Linked DNA regions of Mus musculus: region 1 is linked to region 2. A link is a contact called in public HiChIP or PLAC-seq data. All regions are on one chromosome and are shown on one strand. The core of a region is the stretch at or near the end of the contact, and the rest is flanking DNA. Distances in the headings are between cores, read along the strand shown. Region 1 overlaps Drc1 (dynein regulatory complex subunit 1). Region 2 holds the start of Drc1 (dynein regulatory complex subunit 1).

Evidence for each region. HiChIP or PLAC-seq counts read pairs in DNA pulled down with a chosen protein or histone mark.
Region 1: a contact with region 2 is called in an H3K4me3 HiChIP or PLAC-seq map of forebrain, with 6 times the contacts expected there. The contact joins the enhancer-like site here to the promoter of Drc1 in region 2. A contact is called at or near these places in 21 of 39 promoter capture datasets (the 3T3-L1 cell line, 3T3-L1-derived adipocytes, the C10 cell line and 13 more), 3 of 15 datasets of contacts at CTCF or cohesin (hippocampal excitatory neurons, large pre-B cells and liver), 5 of 484 Hi-C or Micro-C datasets (the G1E-ER4 cell line, bone marrow-derived macrophages, embryonic fibroblasts and 2 more), 23 of 115 datasets of contacts at active chromatin or transcription factors (bone marrow-derived macrophages, craniofacial prominence, double positive thymocytes and 17 more) and 5 of 9 other capture datasets (adipose tissue, embryonic tail, liver and 2 more).

What each region holds. Positions count from the first base shown.
Region 1 is chr5:30,340,154-30,344,980 of GRCm38.p6, forward strand. It overlaps Drc1 (dynein regulatory complex subunit 1), which reads left to right. Exons shown (of 17, transcript NM_001033460.4): 2 at 1,511-1,598; 3 at 2,515-2,627. Among named protein-coding and RNA genes, the nearest start is that of Drc1, 61 kb to the left of the region's middle. Within about 2 kb of position 2,703, at least 31 of the 459 cell types and tissues checked have an H3K27ac peak or open chromatin away from gene starts, as enhancers often do. A contact at or near this core is called in forebrain, where this site is marked.
Region 2 is chr5:30,278,880-30,283,129 of GRCm38.p6, forward strand. Drc1 (dynein regulatory complex subunit 1) reads left to right here and starts at 2,514. Exons shown (of 17, transcript NM_001033460.4): 1 at 2,514-2,727. The coding sequence starts at 2,573.

The DNA.
Region 1 (4,827 bases), core at 1,453-3,952, 61 kb after region 2:
AACTTGACACAAGCTAAAGCCATCTGAGAGGAGGGAACAACTTCAGTTAAAGAAATGCCCCCTTAAGATTGGGCTGTAGGACATTTTCTTAATTAGTGATTGATGGGGAAGGACCCAGCCCATTATGGGTGGTTCCATCCCTGGGCTGGTGGTTCTGGGTTCTATAAGAAAGTGGGCTGAGCAGGCCAGAGAGCAGCCCCGCCTCCCCGCCCCCCCATGGCCTCTGCATCAGCCCCTGCCTCCAGGTTCCTGCCCTGTTTTTGTCCCCGTGCTGACTTGCTTTGCCGATGAAGACTTAAGATTTTTTTGTTTTTTTGTTTTGTTTGTTTTTTGTTTTTCAAGACAGGGTTTCTCTGTATAGCCCTGGCTGTCCTGGCACTCACTTTGTAGACCAGGCTGGCCTCAAACTCAGAAATCTGCCTGCCTCTGCCTCCTGAGTGCTAGGATTAAAGGCATGTGCCACCACGCCCGATGAAGACTTAGAAGCTTAAACAGATTAAACCCTTTTCTCCCCCTAGTTTGCTTTTGGCCTTAGTGTTTCCTCACAGCAATAGAAACCTTAAGACACAATGTACCCTGGATTACCTGGGGTCTATGCTGAGGGGTCCTGAAGGTCCCTGCCCAGCCACCCATTGGAAAGGTCAGTTGACAGTGACAGCAAAGGCTGGGCATCTGCTCTGACCTCGAGGGTTTTGAGTGTGAGTAGCTGGCAGGTCTTAGACTGTTGCTTTCTAGTTGATTATTATTGTAGAACCAGCCAGTGAGGCAAGGCCTGCCAACGATAAGGAAGTGCATGCCGCCCTGGGTTGGTTTTAGTGTCTGTCAAAGCCCATTTACCAAGCATACCTGTTCCCTTCTGGAACCCAATATGAAGCCTGAGGGCAGGAGTCAGAGAAAAGTGTGGCAGATGGCATCAGCTGGTGTCCAAATGCCACACAGAGGAGATGCCAGCTACAAGGCATCATCTCGGTTGCTTATCCTGCTCCTGCAACAAAGGCAACTTGAGAGAGAGAATTTACTTCAGCTCATAGTCCACAGCCGGGGAGTCAAGGGCAGAAGTCAGGGAATGGTGTTTTCTACAGCGGGGATGGGACGTCCCATCCCAGCCAGATCCTCAAGATAACCCACATGTACAGTCCAGATACCTGTCCCAGGTGATTCTAGATTCTGTCAAACTAATGGCTCCAACCATCATGGGGACTTGATAGCATCCTGTCCTTTTCACCTGACTAGATTTATTCAAAGATGGGCTTTGTATCCTAAGGTTTTCTGTTCTCTTTTATTTGCTTGTAGTGTGGGATTTTTGTTGTTGTTGTCGTCGTTGTTTGTTTTGAGATTGGATTTCTCTATATATCCCTGGGTACTGGCTTTGTAAACCAGGCTGGCCGCAGAACTCATAGAGATCCACCTACCTGTGCCTCCCGAGTGCTGGGATTAACGGCGTGTGTTTAAACACAAAGCACAAACACTCATGACTGCACTGTCCTGCCTTGATGTCTTCCTGCCACAGGGAAGCCCTGGGAGAGTATTTGGACGGGAAGAAGGAGAGTGAGGAGGAGCAGAGCAAGAGCTACAAACAGAAAGAAGAGAGCCGCCTGGTACGAGCTGAGCCGGCGGTCGCAGAGTCTCGTAGCCTGGTTTTCATAGGCAGGAAGTATACCTTCTGTGTTGCTGACTCTAGATGGGGCTGTCTCGTTTTGGGGTTCCCTAGGAGTGAGCTTTCAAACTGTAGGTTCCTGTCAGGAAAGATGGCACGTAAGTACAGGTACCCACAAGACGGGGACAGGAGTGCTCTGCTGGAAGACTGGCCTAGGATATGATATGAGCAGGCCTCAGAAACAAACAAGTGAGAAATTGGGGCAGGTTGGGTGGGTGGGGATGACTGGGGTAAAGTGCTTGTGTCAAAAGCACAAGGACTAGATTTCAGATCTCCAACCACATGTAAATGAGGAGTCAGTAGGGTGGCAGAGAGCCCAAAGCAAGCTGGCTTGGAGCTGACTGTGTAAGGCTGGGTGGGTGGCACACGCCTGTTTTAATCCTACTACTTGGGTGGCAGAGGCAAGCAGATCTCTGTGAATTCCAGAACAGCCTGGTCTACAAAGGGAGTTCAGGACAGCCAAGGCTACACAGAAAAAATCCTGTCTGAAAAAACAAAACAAAACATCATGTAGACCAGGCTGGCCTTAGAACCAGTGATCCACCTGCCTCTGCCTCCTGAGCTCTGGTTTTAAAGACATAAGCCACTGTGCTCCTCTCTCTCTCTCTCTCTCTCTCTCTCTCTCTCTCTCTCTCTCTCTCTCTCTCTCTGTTTACATTTAACGTCTCTACTTATGTGCCCCGGGATGTATGTGCTGTGCTGCCTGTGGCAGTCCAAGGACTTGTGGCGTGGGAGTTGATTCCTACAGTGCGGGTCCCGGGGTTGAACTCGCGGCTTGGCAGCAAGCTTACACAGTGAGCCATCTCAATAGCCCAGAATAGTCTAGATTCACAGCTTGCCGCCTCTCTGTTTTCCAGAAACTGACTAAACTCCTGCTCTGCGGGACCGAGTTGGTGACAAATATTCAGGTGGCTGCAGACGTCAGAGAGATCCACAGGAGGGTTGAAGAGGAGGAGACAAAGCGGCAGAGGTAAGGGATGTGCTGCCTTTGTGCGCCACAGTCGCCACGTGACTGCCCTTCCACTCTCCCAGTCCTTGGAGCGAAAATTTGTCCAACCCGGTCTCATGGAATCCCCTTCCTGCTCCGTGTGAACCCACCGTCCTCCTTTCCCCGCTTCTTCCCTCGTCCCTCCCTTCCTCAAGTGTCCCAAGCTGTGTGGGTGTGAATGGAGGGCCGGTCGGTCCCTTGCCTCTGACAACACGGGACACTTAACAGCGGTCTGTTCTAAAAAGGAGATCAAGGAGATCAAGGAATGTAGGAAGTCACAGGAGGAGGCTTTCGGTTGGAGAAAACACAGCAGGAATTTTGGGTTGCACTGGGAAGGCCAAGTAAGGTTTAGGCTGTCGCGTAGGCATCTTAGGCAGAGGCGTGCAATCTCAGAACATGTCTGGGAGTGGCAGGTGCGGCTCAGATGGTGCCTACAGCCCTGGGAATGATTCTTGCAGGTGAAGCCTGTTGAGTAGGAGTTGCTGGCAGAGCGTAGGGGTGGAGGTGGGGGTGTGTGCATGCACCTGAAGTCAATGCTTGCCTCGGTCAGCAAACTTTCCTGTGGCGCTAAAGCTGCTGCAGGATTGATGGAAACCTGGGCTTGGAGCGCCACCCAGTGTTTAACCTGCAGAGGCCACGCCAGCCTCAGATAAGGCAAAGATAAAACTGCATTTAGTGACAAAGTGATGCTTTGTGAGGGAAACACTAGCTTTTCTTCCTCTTATCTGGGCTTCTCTGGTCTTGGTAAACACACTGGGAAACAGTGTGGCTTGTTTTCTGCTATCTGGCATACATTTAGTCACCGGAAGTCATGCTGTAAGGTGCATTTACTGTGCTGAGATTTAGAGGCGTTGTTTAAAGGCCACATGAGAGTGAAGATTTGGAGGTGAAGGCAGAAGCCCCCCATCACCCCCCCAAAATCAACTAAGAAGCTCAACATTTAAATCAATTAAGTGACCAAACCCACAGATAGCTCAGAATTAGGCACATAGAGGCATAGCTTATAAAAGAAACACTGTAATAGGTCCTGTGTGCTCTCAGCTGGACAGTGAGGTACAGGATCATATTCATGTTGTGGTCCCTGCACTAAAGAAGTTTAATCCCAGCCTTTAATACCAACACTTGGGTGACAGAGACAGGAGGATCTCTGTGAGTTTGAGGCCAGCCTGGTCTACAGAGTGAGTTCCAGGACAGCCAGGGCTACATAGTGAAACCCTGTCTTGAAAGAACAAAACAAAACAAAGGGAAGTTGTGGTCTTGTTTAGTGACAGTATAGTCAGCAGCATTGCTCCCGTCTCCGCTCTGATGACTTCCTCTCTGTCACATCATCAGTGCACCCCACACAGGGCCTCTCTGGAATTTCTAAAAGGCATTCCTGACTTCCTTCTCAGACATCCCATTAGTTTAGCTGGGGCGGAACGATCAGACACCAGAGGCTACGCTTGATAAAAAAACCTACATAAGAATTTAAGAGCTGGGTGTGGTAGCTTATGCCTGTATTCATCTCAGCACTTGGAAAGTCGAGGTAGGAGAGGAGCCTCAGTTTTGAAGCCACTCAGGGCCTATGGAGGTCCAGGCCAGCTGGAGACTCTCAACAAAAAGAATGTAGGTACCACTTGTGATGTGGCTGCCAGGTACTGAGACACACTCCCCCCCTGTTCCCCGCTGCAACAGTTCATCATTTTATTAACCCTAGCAACAGGTGTAAAAAGGTCGCCAAGGTAGATGCTTCACACTCTCCATTGTATCAAAGAGGACAGTGAAGCTTGTAGGGGTCAAATGCCTTGTCTTGAGTCCGCCCACAGGAGGGTCAGGATTTGAATATAAGCTGTTTGTAATAGCTATGGTGTGTCGCCAGCCCACCCAGCCCAGCTGGCTAGATGTGGGCCTGTGGATGTGTTTTAACGCCAACGTGTTTTTTTTAAAGTCGAGGTTGGAGTTTATGAAGAAGTCGCTCTGGTTGAGTCTCCTATCTTGATGCTTTGACCAAACACCCAGCTTAGAGAGCAAGGGCTTATTTTGGCTCACAGTTTGGGATTACAGTCCATGGTGGCACAGAAGCCATGTCAGCAGGAGCTGGAGGCAGCTGCTCACACCGCATCTGATGCCAAAAAGGGGGAGGGGGAGGGGGAGGGGGAGGGGAGGGGAGGGGAGAACTCTGGTGCTTACTTTGGTTTCTCCT
Region 2 (4,250 bases), core at 1,264-3,763:
AGCATGCCAAGAGCTGTTTTTCAAAGGAAGATGGTTGTAGAGCCTTGCTTCAAAATCCCAAAGGTCTCCTCTGTGATTCATCTATAGTGGCCTGCCAAAGGCTCCAAACAGCATCTCTATCTGCTACTGACACCTCAAGGTACCATCAGGTCTGTAGGATCATATGGTCCAAGTGGTAGAGCAGCCTGGACAGCAGCCTTGACCTGTTGAAGAGCCTTCTCCTGTCCAGGCCCCACACAAAGGTAGCAGCTTTCTGAATCACTTAGTAAATGGGCCTGAGTACCACACCCGAGTGAGGAATGTGCCGGCTCCAGAATCCAAATAAGCAGGCAACGTTTCTTGGGATTTCCCAGGACCAGTATTCAGGAAAGTCTGGTCATTTCCTTTCCCCCAGTGTACAGTTACCCTTATCAAAGGCTGTAGCTCCCTCTCAGGAAGAACTGGAGAAAGGCTAACAGCAAAACTTTTAGGGGTCTTCTCAAGGTCCTTCCTTAGAGGACCCTGGCTACCCCTTCATTCAAGGGGTTCTGGGTCTGCAAACTGGCTCAAGTCTGGAAATAGATGCACTGGCCGAGACTGCCTTTTGCCAGAATCCGATATAGCCTTTCTTTCATTTGTTTGAGATTTTTTTTTCTGATACAGATGAAATAAATGCAATAGGCTCATTATCTACTTCATGCCTGGAAACACCGTGATTAGCCAGTACCAAAGGTCTGTATGAGTCATGCCGTTATAAAATTTGTCTTGCCTGTGCTGACCATTATGAGTTACATCATTATGAACATTGTTTTGTCTAGGCTGCCCATATAACTGCAGTCATCTTGCTTCTGGTGATTCAGTGCTGCCACTGGCCCCTGCTACCTCAGTGCCCAGTTAATCCCATTGCCTTTCATCCATTCAGTTGAGCAGCAGCATCTGCAACCCTAAGGTCTGGCATAAGCAGAGACCACAAAGCCCTTCAGATGTGCTGGTGGCCCTCTCACCAGTTTGCATCTTATAGGATTTATGAAGGGTGTGTCTTCTGGGCTTTCCTATTATAGAGGATTAGGTTTTACACAGCAAACTCATTCTTTTTTTTTTTTTTTTTTTTTCGAGACAGGGTTTCTCTGTAGCCTTGGCTGTCCTGGAACTCACTTTGTAGGCCAGGCTGGCCTCGAACTCAGAAATCCGCCTGCCTCTGCCTCCTGAGTGCTGGGATTAAAGGCGTGTGCCACCACCCCCAGCAGCAAACTCATTCTTGCATTGCAACTTCCCTAAGCCATAAAACCCCTTCATCATCAAGGAATGTCTAGCATGTCTGAGTCCCTAAGTTCAGTCTCCAATGCTACAAAAATAAAACTGTCGAGTGGTTTGCATTAGGGATAGTGTCTTGAAATGTAGCCCTGCTTGGCCTAGAACTTTACAGTCTTCCTATCTCAGCCTCCCAGAGGGCTGATTGTGAACCACTATGTCTGCATGTCTGTGTGTATTATTATTATAAGGGTGGGTATTATTATTATTATTATTTTGGTATAGGGCTTTACATTTCTTATTTTAATTTAGTTTAGAAATGGAGTCTCATTGTGTTCCAGGATGACCTGGAACACAATCCTGAGTTCTGGGATTACAGGAGTGGTGTTTTTGTTTTGTTTTGTGTGTCCTGTCCAAGGTGCTCCAACGAACCAACTGGTGTAGGTAAACCCTTTACCATTGAGCCGTACCACAAGCCCACAGGCATAGTTTTAATTCTTAAAGAGAACATTAAAAAACAACAACAAAAAAAAAACCACTTTTTACACCTATGATTTTGTGTGCCCATATGCCACTGTGGCATGTGAAGGTCAAAGGACAATTTATCAGTACTGGTACTTTTTCCATAGTGTGGGCCTAAAGGATTGAACTCAGTTGGTCACTCTCCTTGGCCATAAACATTGACTGCTGAGCCTTCTCTCTGGCCCCAGGACATTATTTTGTTGACAAGGGGACACACGGTGCCTAAGGCATGATGTCCCCCCCCCCGCCCCCGCAGACTGCTGCTTTGAGAGAGCGGTGGTGTCCTGGGTTCTTCCCCGCCCCCCCCCCCCCAACCATTCTCCTGAACCCACCTCTTTTTCGGTCATGGCTACAGATGATGAGTGTACTTGAGTTCACACTTCCAAAACTGCAATGGGCTGAGGTGGTCTCCCACTCAGCTTAAGGAAAGGACGCCACTGTCTCTAGCTATATAATACAATGCTTTTCATGTTGCAGGTACTCAGTTATTTTGGAGCAAAGTGCCTTTTAGGAATATTCATTTGGTAAGGTGGATGATGAATTGGGCTTTTGAGTCAGAAAGAGATGCGGTGCGGTTTGTTCCATCTGCCTTCGTGGGGTCAAGTCAGCCCCTCCAAACCAACTTCAGGCAAGGGGAATCAAGTCCACATTTGGGATACAAATATACAACTCGTAGTGCCTGACAGAGAAGCTGGGCTGGAGCGCCGCGCGACAGCTAGCCAGAGATGGGTCAGGTGACTGCTTTCCCTTGGCAACGGCTTGTTCCTAGCAACCCGGCTGCTGGTCCAGGCGGAGCTGCCAGTGGGTGGGAGACGCCGCCATGAATCCCTCAGGAACCATTGGGGTCCTAGAGCAGAATGGGGAAGAACACTTAGCCACCCCGATTCTCGGACCCTCGGTGCATTCGGATAACCCGCAGGAGCGGATCCAGGCCCGGCGCCTGCGCATCGCTGCTCGTCAGGAAGCCCGAAGGCGGTGAGCTGGGTGGCCGGGTGGTGCGATGGGGAGCCCAGAGTGCCCTGCAGGGAGCTGGGGCCGGGCTGGGTGGGAGCTCCATGGTAAGGTGTGTGTGTGTGTGTGTGTGTGTGTGTGTGTGTGTGTGTGCGCGCGCGCGCCCTGGGTGTAAACAGAAAAACTTTTCTTCTAGAACATTCAAGCAGTGAGTTTTGGGACAGCTAGGGCTACATAATGAGACCCTGTCCCAATATTTGAAAATAAAAATAAAAAAGTTCTAGGTCAGATTTATTCCAGAGGCTAGAGTTTGTTGACGAGATGTAATGGACCGCGATCTGTGAAAGAGTCGGTTATCCCCATTCTACTGAGAATACCTTATCACAGCCAGTGAGCATATGTGATTGTGTGTTCCACACAGATATGAGCATCTTGATCCATTTTAAAATTAAAAAATAAAATAAAATAAAGCCAGGTTAGTGGCTTATGCCTTTAATCTCAGTACTGGAGTGGCAGAGGCAGGCAAATCTCTTTGAGATCAAGGCTAGCCTAGTCTACGTAGGAAGGCCTTGACACCTCAAAATAAAAATAAAATAAGAGTAAAAGCTTTCATTTCACTTAGTGGCCACACTCCCTGGGCCCAAGGCCATGTCGACGGATCTACTGTAGCAAAGGCGGGGTGGCTGCTTGCTTGTGCTTGCGGACATTGATGATCATTGTCTAGAATCCATCCAGGTACTGCAAGTGCCAGACCTGTGAATTAAGAGGGGATGTGATAGGAGCCACCACACTTGCATTCCCACCATGTTCCCTAGGCTTTGGTGTCTTTATTAGCTTAGGTAAAGTTTAAGGGACATCCACTAGTCACCAGACTTCATGTGACAGTTGTTCAACTTCTAAGTCGTTCATTCCACTTTTACTTTTGGTGGTCTACAGACCCAGCAGAAGTACAAGATGGAGGTCTGTGTGCCTCCATCCTAGTTGGGCAAGGCTGTGATCATGGTTAGCATCTCTTGTTGTCATGGTAACTCAGATCTGTTTTTAATTGTCCTAACACTGTCTGGGTATCCCCTTCCCTGACAGTTCCCTGATGACCTTCAATCCCCTTGGGGAAAGGCTAGGAGCCTCACTACATTATGTATTTGCATTGTGTTCTCTGTTCTTCCTCCTGGGATCCCTGCCACCTCTTTGGTTAGGAGGTTCTGGGATGAGAACTGGGGTTGGTTCAGGAACTGGGCAAGGCAGAAGCATCCTTAGTAAGCTTGTCTGTTGCTGCTGTTTGGCTAACAGATGAACTGGACTCTTATCTGCTCTTCTACTTGTCTCCAAGTGATGCCACATTTATCCATCTCCAAAGCTGTCCGAGGATCATGGTCTTGGTTGTTGCTGTGGTGTTTAACAAGGAGACTGGGGGGCTGGAGAGATGGCTCAGTGGTTAAGAACTCTGACTGCTCTTCTGAAGGCCCTGAGTTCAAATCACAGCAACCACATGGTGGCTCACAACCATCCGTAATGAGATCTGATGTGCTCTTTTGGTGTGTCTGAAG